Linked DNA regions of Rattus norvegicus: all the other regions are linked to region 4. Evidence: chromatin contacts called from public Hi-C data. All regions are on one chromosome and are shown on one strand. The core of a region is the stretch at or near the end of the contact, and the rest is flanking DNA. Distances in the headings are between cores, read along the strand shown.

Region 1 (2,700 bases), core at 14-2,513, 330 kb after region 4:
TGCTATAAGGCAGGTGAAAGTGTCCACATACCTCGGTGACCAGCAGAGTCTCCTCCCCAATCATTTTCACTGCTACCCTTGGGCAAATCTGTGTGGCTATGTATTTTGGCTGCAAAGCATGCTGTGCCCTTAGGGGCTTCAGTGTGGATTCTTGCATTTGTGACACATCAGACTACAGCCATTTGTCAAGGCAAAGGAAGACCGCAGGAGGAACTGCTGAGCTGCAGGCCCATGCAATGGGCTATCATAAGTATATAAATTAAATGGCCCTTGTTACTGGAAGCTTATGCTGTTCCTCTTGGGATAAAAAGTTTTCTGAATACCTTTAGGGTTACCTCCTCCACAGAGTCCATAATAGAATCCCATCAAGACACGACTTTGCCCATCGTGGCAGGTAGGCAGGCAACATTTTCAGAGCTAATGGCTAGAGACCAGAGGTACCCATTCCACACATGTTCTATTTATTGTCGATGTGTACGTGTACTACGTAATACATTTACATCCAAAGCACTCTGAGAGACAACCTGTCTGCTCCCTCATTTTTATACCCATTGAAAGAGTAGCAATGATTCATCTGAAATGACAATATCGGGGTCCCCAAACCCCACCTGCACGGCTCTTTCCAGAACATTGCAGGAGGCATCACAGCGAATGAAAAGACTATAAACTGAGATTCAGAAGTCTGGAGGCAAATCTGATCTGTACCGATGAGTTCTGCCTCCTGATTGCTTAAGCCTTCAGAAGCTCACCCTCTTTATCAAGTGAATATAGGTATTAAGTTTTTGCCTATAGCATTGCTGTGAGGATTAAACAAGGTGCTGTGTGTGACAGCACCTGGCTCCAGGCAGGTGCTTACTGAATGTTAGTTAGTTTCTTCCCCGTCGCAATAGAACTTGCATATTTATTGGTGCTTGGAAACAGGAGAGAAACCGGAATGAACAAAGGCTTCTGAGGGTACAGCTGGCCCAGTGCCTGCACTAGGAGGTGTACACAGGTGAGTGCCTTTAGGCATCGACCTGGACCAGATACTGAGCACCAGAGCAAGAGAGCAATGGGATCTTTCTTTTCTGGGAACACAAATTAACCGGCCAGGATGCTGTGGGCAATAGAAAGGAGGTTGTGAAACCCACAGGTGGCCCAGAGCATTGCAATGACCAGAGTCAATGTCAAGGCTGTTTTCCTCTGGGCTATACTCAATGCCAGGTTTGCAGGGACCACAGCCAAGTCAAACAGGGCTGCACACAGTCAGCATTGCACTTGCTCCAGGCTCTCCCAGGGATGGCTTCACCAGGCTCTGTGGGTCAAATGTTCACCCCGTGTCACCAGGAGGCAGTGCACCTGTACGGCTGTTATATGCCTGCTGAGAAAGCAGTCCCTCTGCCTCACCGCCCTCCCACCAGCCCCTCCAAAAAAAGCCAACAAAAAGGCTTCCGTGTTTGCCTCTCTTTAAAGCACAGAACTCTCACTGAGTGCAACTTGTCAAGCCCTCCGCCAAGCCTAAACATTTGCCTTGGAACAGGGCCATCGGAACACAAGGAGTCGCCACTGTCCCGGGCTGACGTGTCTTAAAAGAGCTTCAACAGTGGAAAGGCCGTGAGCTCATCACTGTACCACGTAGATGGTCGAGTCTGAAGATTCAAATGAGAGGATGATTTGTTAGAACCAAGGAGAGGTCATTACACAGTGCCCTAGAATTTCAATAGTGTTTCCGACACAGCCTCTCTTTACTCTGTGCCGGCTACGTGCCTGGGCTCCACGACTACTATCTGTATTTGGTCTGTTCTGTCTGGACATGGACAGAGGCTTGCAACAGAGCTAGGTGGCTTGCCCACTGGGCAAATGTGTGATGGAGTCAGAGCTCAAATCAAAGTGAGATTTATTTGTTACAAAAGATCAGGTGGCTCTGACTATCACACACTAGGCACGAAAGCAGGCAACAGAGAAATGAAAACCTCCTGAGATAAGAGGCTTAACAGAAATGCAGCTATCCACTTAGGCAGGCTGTAGTCAAACAGCAGCCTCGAGAGGGCAGAAGGATTGTGAGTGTGTGTGTGTGTGTGTGTGTGTGTGTGTGTGTGTGTGTGTATGTATGTATGTGCCTGTGTATCTGTGTTCCTGTGTGTCTGTTTGTCTGTGTGTGTGTTTGTCTATGTGTCTGTATGTGTGCGTTTGTGTGTCTGTGTGTGTGTTTGTCTGTGTGTGTGTGTCTGTGTGTGTGTGAGTGTGTGTGTATGTATGTGTTTGTGTGTCTGTGTATGCATTTGTCTATGTGTCTGTGTTTGTGTGTGCGTTTATCTGTGTCTGTGTGTATGTATGTATGTATGTGCCTGTGTATCTGTGTTCCTGTGTGTCTGTTTGTCTATGTGTCTGTATGTGTGTGTTTGTCTGTGTGTCTGTATGTGTGTGTCTGTGTGTGTGTATGTATGTGTGTGTTTGTGTGTCTGTGTGTGTGTGAGTGTGTGTGCGTTTATCTGTGTGTATGTGTGTTTGTCTGTGTCTGCGTGTGTGTGTGTTACATTCATATCAAGGCTATGGGACAGCCTTGGGTTTTCCTCCTTAGGTACTGCCTACCTTATTTTTTTTTCCTTTTTTCTTTTTTCAGAGCTGGGGACCGAACCCAGGGCCTTGCGCTTGCTAGACAAGCACTCTACCACTGAGCTAAATCCCCAACCCCGCCTACCTTATTTTTATTTAGACATG
Region 2 (2,700 bases), core at 111-2,610, 330 kb before region 4:
TCTAACAGCGCGCTCACAGGCGCCAGTCTGCTTCTTGTAACAATTATTTGATTGAAAACAGCCCTTTGGTTAACAGATAGGGAAAGCTGGATCCCGGAGCACAGGGGTAAGGCTCCGGGTAGCCGTCTTCAGCTAGCCAGAGAAATCTCAGAGGACTTCAGTTTTGGGGGAAGAGAACACTATGGAATTTGTGGCGATAAGATTAATTAGAGCTGAGGTTAGTACCTCATAGCACCACCACTGGGCTCATAAAAGCCAATAACACTTTGTCCTGACACCTTCATAGTAAGTTACTGGCATTTATATTCATATTCATTCTCTCTCTCTCTCTCTCTCTCTCTCTCTCTCTCTCTCTCTCTCTCTCTCTCTCTCTCTCTCTCTCTCTCTCTCTCTCTCTCTCTCTCTCTCTCTCTCTCTCGGCAACTGTTCCGTAATCCGGAGCAACCACAGCGACAAGCCCCTTCATGCCTCTCTGGAAGGACAAGCGGCACCCGTAACACGGTGAAGTAAGCATGCATTTACCAAACCAAACATTTAACAGACACACAAGTACATTACCGAAGCGCGCACACAGGAGGCACCCGCAAACACTCACCATTTATTTAGCCACAGAGTACTTTGCTGTCATTCGACATAAGCTCAGAAGGGAATTCAGACGCCTGGAGAGAAAGAGGATAAAAAGCAGGATATTAGGCAATCTTAAAGGAAGGTAGCCCCCTCCTCCCTTTACGAAAGTGCCAACAAGTCCCATTAAACAGGTTCATGCTACAATGCAGATCCAGACGCAACCCACACAGAACTTAGAAGTAGCGATTTCTTACATGACGCTCAATGCACAGTTTTCTTAAAAATAAAGTTAATGAACCTGTCTCTACGATGGGCTTTAAGAGTGACAGTTTCGGACGACCGGGAGCATCTGGGCAGCGGGGTACTTGCAAGCGAGTCTCACCTGCAAGGACAGGATGCTGATGTCCGTGTTCAGGGTGGTCAGCGGCGTCCTGGACGTTTGGTTCTGTCCAGGTCTCTGGTGGTGCAGGCTGACGATAGTGGGGTGCGAGTCCAGGGCGATCTGCAGGTCCAAGATATAATCGATGACGTGCTGCAGGATTTCCATCTTGGTCACCTTCTTGTTCTGGGGGATGCTGGGCACCAGTTCCTTGAGCTTGGAGTAGCAGTCGTTCATGTTGTAGAGCAGACTCATCGGGTCGTCCACCGGGGTTTTGCTCCGGGAGATGCCCAAGCTGTGGTCCGACAGGCTGTTTTTCCTAACGGACCTCACCGGACTGAAGGCTTTCATGCTGCTCGTAGGAGGAAAGGCCGGGAGGGAGCCGCCGCAGGGGGCTGAGGTGGCTGCGCCGCACCAGGCTCTGTTCAGAATGAAGCGCGAGCCGGGCGGGGCGTCTTTTATGTGCACTCGCCCTGGCCGCTCAATCGGGCATCCCTGAATCGCCATTGGTGGGAGGGGTGCCGTCCATCATACCAGGCGAATCCTCCCATTGGTGAGTGAGAGCTCTCGGTTCTTCCGCGTTCGCAGCCAATGCCCGTGGGGTGGGAGGAGCGGGCGAGAGCCCAGCTGGGGTGGTAAATTGAGTACAGTGTGCGCTGGGCACCCAGGGGGCCTGAGTGTGCAATTGTGCCCTCCTGATTCTAATTTCCAAAGCTGGCAGGACCCCTGCCCCGGGGGTGTGCCCGGAGCTAGCTATCCCCGCCCCAGGGTTTCCAGCAGCCCCGCGGTCTCAGCACAGCAGACGGGAAGTCACAGGTCGCTAGCGTTAGGGAGACAGCGACCGTGGCAGAAGGGAAAAGAAGCGCGCCTTTGGGAAGTCACATTTGTGGAGTTCCTTCTTTTAAGATAAAGCAAAAGCTATTTAAGGGGAGGAGGGGCGGGAAACCTACCCACATACACATTCACGGCAGGTTTAGCGTGGGATTTTGCAACTTGGAGCAACGCGGGAGGCCTTCTCGGAAACTCAGTGACACGAATTGTAGGGAGCACTGTGCGGTCTCCCTCAGACCACAGAGGAGCCCTGAGGGACCTGGTACGTCCGGGACCCCCCCTCCTCCTCGAGAACGAGGCAGAGTTAGTATAATGACTCCATTAATCGAAGGTCATTAGTGGGGTTTGCACACTGGAACTACATTTACATACATTGCCCTTGGTCTGTGCCCTTCAGTGTAGGTGGCAAAGTGATGCGATTAATTATGCGCAAATCGTGATTTCTGGTGTCAACATTCCAGCACTTACAGCTCTTGGGAAGCTCTTTGTCAGGTAGGTGGTCCTAGCTACTGACTGACAGCTTATCGCTGTTTTTAAAGAAAATTCTGTTACGTACGAGGTTTGGAATCTTTCAGCACCCCTCCTAGATGCAGCTACATTTTGAAAAAGTTTGGAGCTCTTGACTCCAACGCTTTAATTTCTGAATTCTTGTTCTGCTGAAGACTACTGTATATTAGTCGTGTATTAGAGGAAAACAATATTTATCTTAAGCCCAGAAAGGGTTTTTTTGGTCTCAATCTCCCACATCCTCTGAATGCAATAAAGAGAAAGAATGCAGAATCCGGGCAAAGCTCCGTGGTGAAGAAACAGTATTTTCCCTTCAATTAATGATTAATTCCTCAGCTGGTGGGCCAGGCAGTCTCTGACCTCCACGTGACAGCCATGTGCCCCAGGGCTTCTCTCTAAGGAGGCAGAGTCCGGTG
Region 3 (2,700 bases), core at 81-2,580, 270 kb before region 4:
CCAGTGCCAGCTGCACTGCATGCTGGGTAGGCAGATGGCTGCTGCCAAACAGACACCTCATCAGCATGGGCAGTGAGGGCGATGGGCTTCTGGCGCTCTGTCAGACCGTGTCCAGGAACTCAGTCTGAGTGGCACCCTTTGTGTAGAAGCTGCTGGATTCCCTGGGTGGCTTCCTCTCAACCCTCTTAGCTTGCCCACACTGTAGAAGCATCTACCAGAATGCCTAGAAGAATTCATTTATCTAGGCTGGTCTTTGTCTTCCTAGGAGCTGGCTTGGGCCTGGGGGCAGAGGTGGGCGTTCTCCTCCACAGGGGATCTAGCTGAGTGGCTTTACAGTACCCCCACTCTTCCAATCTCTAGGAGCAAATTGTCCCTCGCATTTAGTCAGCCCTCCAGGTCACAATGTTTGGAGATTCCAGTGGGGCCACAGTTCCCCCATGCATCCACCCCTTTGTGACCTGAATGCTTGTCTTCCATGAAAAGCTATAAGGCTTCTCTGTGTGACCAATTCTCAGACTTGAAGGGCAGAGAGGGTCATGGGACCTCTGTTCAGGGTCTGCTCAGGGTCAGGGTGAGATTTGACATGGTCACTAAGAGCTTCTCTAGGGAGCTTCGTAGAAACTATCTGATTTTCTCATTGTCACAGAGTCAAACAAACCATAATTGTTTCATGACACAAGCCACCAGTGCCATATTTTGTCTTGTGGAGAATGTTTGACAATGTCTCGAAGGGAAAAATGAGGCCATGGGTTAGGGGGCAGTACTCATGCCTATCTGTTGTACACAAAAGGCACTCCCATTCCTCCACCACCTAACCTACTCACTGGAATCCTGGACCCACCAAAAGTCAGAGAAGTAGAAAGAAAAAAGTCTACTCTGCTGGTTTGTGGAGTTTAACTTCCCAAGCACAGATGATCGATTAATTCAGAGATTCATTCTTTCATTCACACTAGTAAAATTTATTCTGTGCTGGTCATGATGCTAGGTGGCTTGTGGGAGACACCACCCTGAAAAAACTTAGCATCCTGACACTTATAGACTTGTGGGACAATCGGTTTGGATCCTAATTCTGACATTTCCTGTGTCACAGTGGGCAACTCATTTAATCTGTTTGGGTCTTAGCTTTTATTTACAAAATGGGGATAGAAATTTCTGCTTCACAGAGGAGGCTGCGGTAGGTGCTTGATTAAGGCAGCTGCCACTTGTCTATGTGCTGCCATTTTTCTTTAGTGGGAGAACTGGGAAGCTTTGAATTGCTGGCCCTCCAAACACTGATCACGGGCTATCTTGAGTCTCAAAGTCCCTTGGGAGAGGCTCCAAGAACAGCCTTACTGGTCCCTGGGATGCCAGGTTGCAGACAGTCTAACCACCAGAATTCAGGCAGTAGCTGCACTCTGTTCTAAATTCCGTTTCTCCGTGTACTCTGTAACTGGGCCACTCTGTCAGACATCCTGAATCGTTAATGACCTTGAGAAGCAATCCCAGCTCTGAATGTGGGATTCTGTTCTTTGAAGTCACCCACTTTCTTTGTGGGTCTGTTCTCCCCTCTCAGGCACGCCTCTTCCAGCTTTGATGGTGCCACTGTAACAACTGGGTTTGCAATTATTAATTCCTGTGCACAGCAAGGTGCAGTTTTAATATACAGAAAATATAATTGCTATCTTGTGTAATCATTTTCTGAGGGCTGAAAGTGTAACCTTTAATTAATATTTCATCTGCAGGCGGGGCGGGTTACTTGAATAGAGCCTAAAAATATTGCTGTCCCTGTATGGAGAGAACGTGAATCGTGAGACACACAGCCAGTGTCTGCTACGCCATTGTTCGAGGTTGCTTCTAAAATTAAAGCGGTTAACCCGTTAACCCGTAATCACATGGGCTGCGGCTCCTGGAGGTGCAGGGCTGGTAAAACGGCACAGGGACAATGAGTCTACGCTGTAGTTCTCAGCTGCCACCTGCCTGCAGCGACAGAGCCATTGCACCTGCCTGAGAAGTGAACGTGGGCATAGGGGCTGGTAGACCGAGGAGTCTCTGATCAAAGCCAGCTTCGTGGAGTATGACCTACAGGCCCTGGGCTGGCTGGACTTCCATAGGCCACTGGGTTAAGGAGGCAGGACAAGTACCGTCTTTGATGTTCCAGGAGCAGGACACCTGAAATTCCGAAGTACAGCCTGAGAGAGGCCAAGTGTGCTCCCAGTACGCCTGGGAAGCCCAGATAGGGAAGGACAGCAGTGAGGGCTGGTTAAGGGGCCTAGAGAGGAAGGTCAAGAGTGTGGATAAAGGAGTCTCTGAGGCTTTAGTGGATCATTGTGGTTCTGAATGGCTCCTTTCCAGTTTGGGGATTCTGGCTGATTAGGGTCATAGTGCTGGCTGGCTCTCAGTGAAGAGCAAAGTCCTTAGTGCTGCACGAGGTGTGTGCGGGTTTGCATAGTTGACGAGTCACAGGACATTCTGACCTTAGTGACGTTCCCCTGAGACCTGGGGCAACATGTGGATAGTGTCCTTTCTATGCCTGGATCTCTGACTGTACTTGGCTCTGCTCCCCGTCCCTACAGCCATAGGGAAGGAGCCTCTTCCCATAACGGAGGACAGTGAGCCAAGTGTGACTGAGGTCACTGATCTGCCAATCCATGGAGGTCACCTGTGGGGTCCTGGGGCTGTGTGTGGTGAATAGCATTTGGTCAAATATATGAGGTCCACTGT
Region 4 (2,700 bases), core at 179-2,678:
TGATTCCCAGGCAGAGAATGGTGCGGAGGGCAGGGTGTGTGACCATGACAGCACTTTTGATCTGGTACCTTGGGGGGTATTTCTTACCTAGGGATTCATAGAGCATGTGTCAGTGGGTGCCTGTGGGTATCTCGAGAAGAGTGTGCCGCTGTAGCTCTGCACCGTGGCCTAAGCAGCAGGATGCTCAAATAATGGTCTTTATAAAAAAATTACTTCTGAGAATTCCTTACATAAGCATTGTGTGTAATCATTCCCACCTTTCTCTCCTTCCCAAACTCCTCCTGTGTTCCTCTCCCAAATTCATGATCTCTTCTTTATGTATATAACATGTAATATGTGCTTGCACAATGTATATTGTGCATATTCAAGCAACTGAATGCATGTAGCATTGTTCATATATACGTGAGTCCATAGCTGACCACTTGGGATTTAACTACCTGTTCAGGAATTATCCCTATAGGAAACTGATTCTCTCTCTCAGGAGCACTGACCACCTGTAGGTGCTTATCTAGGGGTGGGACCATGTGGAATCTTCCTTGCCCATGTCAGCATGACAACTTGGGTTGGCACTATGCTGTTCTTTTTAGGTGACTGTATTATTGAAATTTCATGGGTGAATTTTTCCTGTCATATCTATGGGGTCACCATCTAGCAGCAGACATCCTGGTCCTCTGGCTCCTACAATCTTCCTGTGCCGTCGTCCATGATTTCCTCTGAGCCTGTGTTGCAGCTGTATTAATTGGGTTTGAGCATCACACAGACACTTATTCTCTACATTTTTGAATCTCTGTAACTGTCTTTACCTACTGAAGAATGAAACTTCTTTGATGAAGGGCAAGGATTATACTCATCAGGGTAAGTGGGAGCATGAACTGTACATAGCATTCTTACATATATGTGTATATGTGTATGTTTATATGTATGTGTGGGTTATGTCTGTACTGCAGGATACACATATGTGCCTGTGCTTGGAAGGCCAGAGACTAACTTTCAGTATGATTCCCTGGAGGTCATACAGCTTTTCTTTGACAGGATGATTAGGTGAGACTGGCTGGCCAACAAGGCTAGAGGTTCTCCCGTGTCTGCATCATCCTCAGCGCTGAGTTTGCAAACTCAAATCATCATGTTTGATATTTACATGTGGGTTCTCGAGATTGAACTCAGGTCCTGGTGCCTGTGGCAAGTGCTTGCTCTGAGCCAGCCCAGCCCAGTCCTCTTGCTTTGTTCCTAAGTGAGCAGCAATGAGTGGGATCAGCTGGTTTGCTTTTTTTTTTTTTTAATCACTGGAAAAAGTCCACAAAAGCCTCCTGAAGGGTTCTAGGATTCCCAGGGAAGCTGTGTCTGTTCACACACATTACTGTCTAGTCAAAAGCCAACTCAGCTCGGGGCAGGAACATCTGACATCACCCCTCAGCCTGGCCCAGCAACCTGGCTGGAAAGCTTGTGGCTGGGAGCAGTGTGCCCGTCAGCACGTTACCCTCGACACGTAGAGTCTAGCTGGCGCTGGCTGGTCCGCGCCACGGTGTGACGAGAGGATGGCCAGACTTCATGAAGGCGGCTCATTTCCAGAAACCGGGCACAGTGCTGCTGGTGGCCACAGGCCAGAGCAGGCAGGGATGGTCATGTACTGGATGAACAGCTTAGAGGCCTTCTTCTACTAACTGTGCAGCTTGGATCAGTCTGAAGTGAGGTCTCAGGTTTAGAATTTTCCTCCAACCCATTCTGGTTGTGGTAGCAAGCCCCTGAGCCTGCAGACTAGCATACAGCTTCAAAGGAAGAAGCACTCACCTTTTCCTTTCTGAAACAGACATCCTGTCAGACGGAGTCTGTTTTGCTTTGAGAGAGTATCACTGGTAAATCCTGATGCCAAATACAGATGTTCTGGAGAGAGAAAAACAACAATCAGATCAGAACTTAAAATACACTGGAAAATTCCTGGTAACAGAAACTAACTTCTGTGAGGCCAGGGACTTGCAAATTAAACTCAGCAGCAAATAGAAATCTGTGTGTGGGGGTGGGGAGTTCACCTAATGGAAAGGGGCCAGGCAGATTGAACTCTGGTCCTGCCTTGATGGTGCACTCCAGGGCAGGTCCTGACACAGCCTCCTGGTATGGATGGAAACAGGAATGTGGAGATCCATATTCAGTCTGTGATCCTGTTTGCTCCAGGCCTCTATGGTGTAAAGCGATAAGTGTCAGTGCATTCAGGGTTCTGCCCCTGTAGATTTGATTGTGTATGGGGAACTGGTGGGATGTAACATGGATTCCTCTGCTCTGCGATGGAAGGGAACAGGGCAGGATAGACCAGAAAGCTCACAGTGTTGCCTGGTCATGCTGGAAGGTAGACAAGAGTCTCAGGCTGGCAGAGACTTTCAGACCTGAACTCTGGAGAGCTATGCCCTGGAGGGAAGAAACAAGTCTGAGGTCTAAGCTTATGTGAGCTGGAAGTTTCCACTGTTTAGGAAGTCAACCCTGGTGCAAATTTAGCTCATGGTATCAGATAGCCTGGGGCCTGCAGGATGCCCATGGTGGATGGTTGTGTGTGGTACCAGAGTCTGAGATATGTTAGGGATGAGGATAGACAAGCCATATCTAGTGCCTGTGCCTGGTGTGCACAAAGCCCAGTCACATTTCTCACAGAGGGAAATCACCTCTGGAAACTTGTGGTCCTTTTCAGATCTGCCTGTGGATGGGCCCCTG
Region 5 (2,700 bases), core at 89-2,588, 370 kb after region 4:
GCTTGAGAGGATCAGCCATTCAATACTTCCCATCCTTAAACTTGTACATGAATAATCATGAATGTGCGTCTTTCCAGAAGATACCTGAACTTAAGGCAACTCACTGTAGACCAGGATATCCCTAACAATTCTGTCCACCAATGCCTCAAGCCCCAACCAACTATCTAGCCATATAATGGTCAAGCAGGGTGGCATCAAGTCTTTGAAATCTGTTATAAGTGTCAGGATGAGTTTTTTGCGGGGAGAGGCTGGAGCTATAACTCAAAGAGTACTTGGCTATCATATGCAATGCCCTGGGTTAGGTCCTCAGAATTACAAAAACTGGGCATACGGGTGTAAGTTTGTAATCCTAGCTTATTGGCTATGGGGACAGGAAGGTGAGAGGTTTAAAGTCATCATTGAATTGACAGCCAGCCTGGCTTATATGAGATCTTTGCTCAGGACAAAAATGAGTGAAGAAAGAAAAGAACAAAAAAAGGAAGGAAGGCAAGGAAAAGAAAGGAAAAGAAAGGAAAGGAAAGGAAAGGAAAGGAAAGGAAAGGAAAGGAAAGGAAAGGAAAGGAAAGGAACCTTTTATGAAGACTTTCTATGATGCCCTAGCTGGCCTGGAACTACTTATCATGTAAACCACTGGCCTTAGATTTGCAATAATCCCCCTGCCTCTGTCTTTTGAATGCTGAGATCACGGTTGTGTATCATTGAACATAGCTCTTACATCTGGTTAGTTTAGAGTCTTGACCTTTGATTTTTAACTGTGCCAAACCAAACATGCATGTAGGAATTCTCTCTCTCTCTCTCTCTCTCTCTCTCTCTCTCTCTCCCTCCCTCCCTCTCTCTCTCTCTCTCTCTCTCTCTCTCTCTCTCTCTCTCTCACACACACACACACACACACACACACACACACACACACACACACAAACACTGTACCGCACTCATGTACTGCCCTACAGTTTGAGAGTATTCTATGTGAAGGAAGCAATGTGGTGGTGGGTTGACTGTTCTATTTTATTCCCTTCTCCAGATCAAATGATGAAATGCATTGAAATATTTTTTAAACGGTAAACTACTGTATGTATATCAAGTATGTCTATAAGTGCACACATATTTATACACAAGAATAAGAGCTGATCCCCTAGAATTCCTAACATCATGTGCCTCCTATTAAAGACTTGGCATTTCTTGAGGGTGCTGGAGGGTGGGAATACACATATGTATTATAAGTCATTAGTAAATTCTGTTAATGTTTCATAGAAACAAACAGACAGTCACACACATGCACGCACACAGGCTACTGGTCCCTTTGGGGGATGTTTGCTCAAGAGTCTGAGCTTGGCTGGTCCCATGCTGTGTCTCAGGGCAGCCTTGCACAGGTGTGAGTGTGGGCGGGAACTGAGTTTCTAACTGAGGGAGAAAATGATAAAGCAAACAGGAAAAAGGATCACAAAAACAACTTTGTTTGATCTTTGGTTCCAAAATAATAGCTTGAGCAGAAAAGGGTGAAAGTGAAGTGGTTTAAGCAATGCTGGGAGAGGAGAACGGGGTCCAGAGAATCTAAAGCAGAGGGAGGGCTTGGCAATGCTCACCTCTCACCACAACGTGCCTTGCGTTTGACACATTGAGTCTCATCGCATGAAATAGCACACATTAGCGTAAGTGCAGAGCTGCCCTGAAAGGTGTTAGAAACCTGCTTCTGCAGTGCTGCTGAAGCCCTTGACTCAAAGCAGCCCCACAGGCCTCTGCCGCAGTTTGTTTCCTTCACCTTTGTACTCTTACGGCTCCAAACTGCAAGGACTGGAGCTCAACAATCGTTTTCCATTGGTGGCTCAGCTTCTGTGAGCTGCATAGCTAAAATCCACTTCTGTTTTGTTGTCAAACTGTAAATCGGCTTCTATGCTGGGCTTATGGGAGAGGAAGGAGAGGGCTGAAATGAACTGCCTTACAGGGGTGGGGGAGGGGAATGGGATAAAAAGCATTCCTGGGGTTTTACATGACCTCTGAAAGCCTCTTCTGCCTGCAAACTTTAAGCCCCAATCTCTAATCAATTAGCTAACTAGCTCCCCCTTTTGACATTTTCTTACAGACAAAAAGTGTACAGTGCCCTGTGAAGCAGGTGGTGCTAAGCTAGCACATAAACCCCTGCTGTTGTTAGGAATAAAAATACAGGGATGCATTAAACCCTTCTCCATGCAGTGTGCAGCAGACATCATTTTAATGATTCGTGCTGCTTTGCAGTCATTTTTTAATTTAAGGATATTTTGAAAGAGCCTATAAAGAAAAGGTGACAGACATCTGAAGAACTAGCGAAAAGTCACTTCTGACTTAAAGAGTTAAAGTCAGCATGAATTTAATCATAGATACAAATAAGACCCCGATACACCCACCCGAGTCATTTATTTTATGTGCTGATGATGTCCTTACATCATTTATTCTGTGTTTGAAATTTTATTTAACTTACTTTTTTTTTTTTTTACTTTTATCTTAAACCGGAAACAAAGAACTACACCGGAATGACAACAAGAGATTTTTCTTTGCCCATAACAAGTGGTCATGTTTTTGTGTGGTTCATCAGGCTAAGTTCAGAGCAAGCAGAGGCCACTATGTGGTGTTCACGTTGTAGAGGCCAAAAGGGGAGAGGAAGTTACCCACGCTGAGGTGCTGTGATGAGGTCTCACCCTCTCTGTAAGTCATTTTCTGGTTGCA

The links. Hi-C and Micro-C count contacts between places; a contact is called where the count stands out from the background.
Region 1: a Hi-C map of liver shows a contact between it and region 4, with 7 times the contacts expected there. The contact joins two enhancer-like sites. A contact is called at or near these places in 2 of 12 Hi-C or Micro-C datasets (both in liver).
Region 2: a contact with region 4 is called in a Hi-C map of liver, with 1.8 times the contacts expected there. The contact joins the promoter of Id2 here to the enhancer-like site in region 4. A contact is called at or near these places in 9 of 12 Hi-C or Micro-C datasets (the A7r5 cell line, the Rat2 cell line, Schwann cells and 5 more) and 1 of 1 datasets of contacts at active chromatin or transcription factors (oligodendrocytes).
Region 3: a contact with region 4 is called in a Hi-C map of liver, with 4 times the contacts expected there. The contact joins two enhancer-like sites. A contact is called at or near these places in 2 of 12 Hi-C or Micro-C datasets (both in liver).
Region 5: a contact with region 4 is called in a Hi-C map of liver, with 5 times the contacts expected there. The contact joins two enhancer-like sites. A contact is called at or near these places in 2 of 12 Hi-C or Micro-C datasets (both in liver).

The regions. Positions count from the first base shown.
Region 1 is chr6:48,129,603-48,132,302 of GRCr8, forward strand. No RefSeq gene overlaps it. Among named protein-coding and RNA genes, the nearest start is that of Rnf144a, 620 kb to the right of the region's middle. Within about 2 kb of position 1,264, at least 6 of the 93 cell types and tissues checked have an H3K27ac peak or open chromatin away from gene starts, as enhancers often do. A contact at or near this core is called in liver, where this site is marked.
Region 2 is chr6:47,469,635-47,472,334 of GRCr8, forward strand. It overlaps Id2 (inhibitor of DNA binding 2), which reads right to left and starts at 1,361. Exons shown (of 3, transcript NM_013060.4): 1 at 950-1,361; 2 at 596-659. The coding sequence starts at 1,297. The coding sequence ends at 603.
Region 3 is chr6:47,535,096-47,537,795 of GRCr8, forward strand. No RefSeq gene overlaps it. Among named protein-coding and RNA genes, the nearest start is that of Id2, 65 kb to the left of the region's middle. Within about 2 kb of position 1,331, at least 25 of the 93 cell types and tissues checked have an H3K27ac peak or open chromatin away from gene starts, as enhancers often do. A contact at or near this core is called in liver, where this site is marked.
Region 4 is chr6:47,803,628-47,806,327 of GRCr8, forward strand. All of the region lies in intron 4 of LOC102557053 (a long non-coding RNA gene), which reads left to right. Among named protein-coding and RNA genes, the nearest start is that of Id2, 330 kb to the left of the region's middle. Within about 2 kb of position 1,429, at least 4 of the 93 cell types and tissues checked have an H3K27ac peak or open chromatin away from gene starts, as enhancers often do. A contact at or near this core is called in hepatocytes and liver, where this site is marked.
Region 5 is chr6:48,172,428-48,175,127 of GRCr8, forward strand. No RefSeq gene overlaps it. Among named protein-coding and RNA genes, the nearest start is that of Rnf144a, 570 kb to the right of the region's middle. Within about 2 kb of position 1,339, at least 4 of the 93 cell types and tissues checked have an H3K27ac peak or open chromatin away from gene starts, as enhancers often do. A contact at or near this core is called in liver, where this site is marked.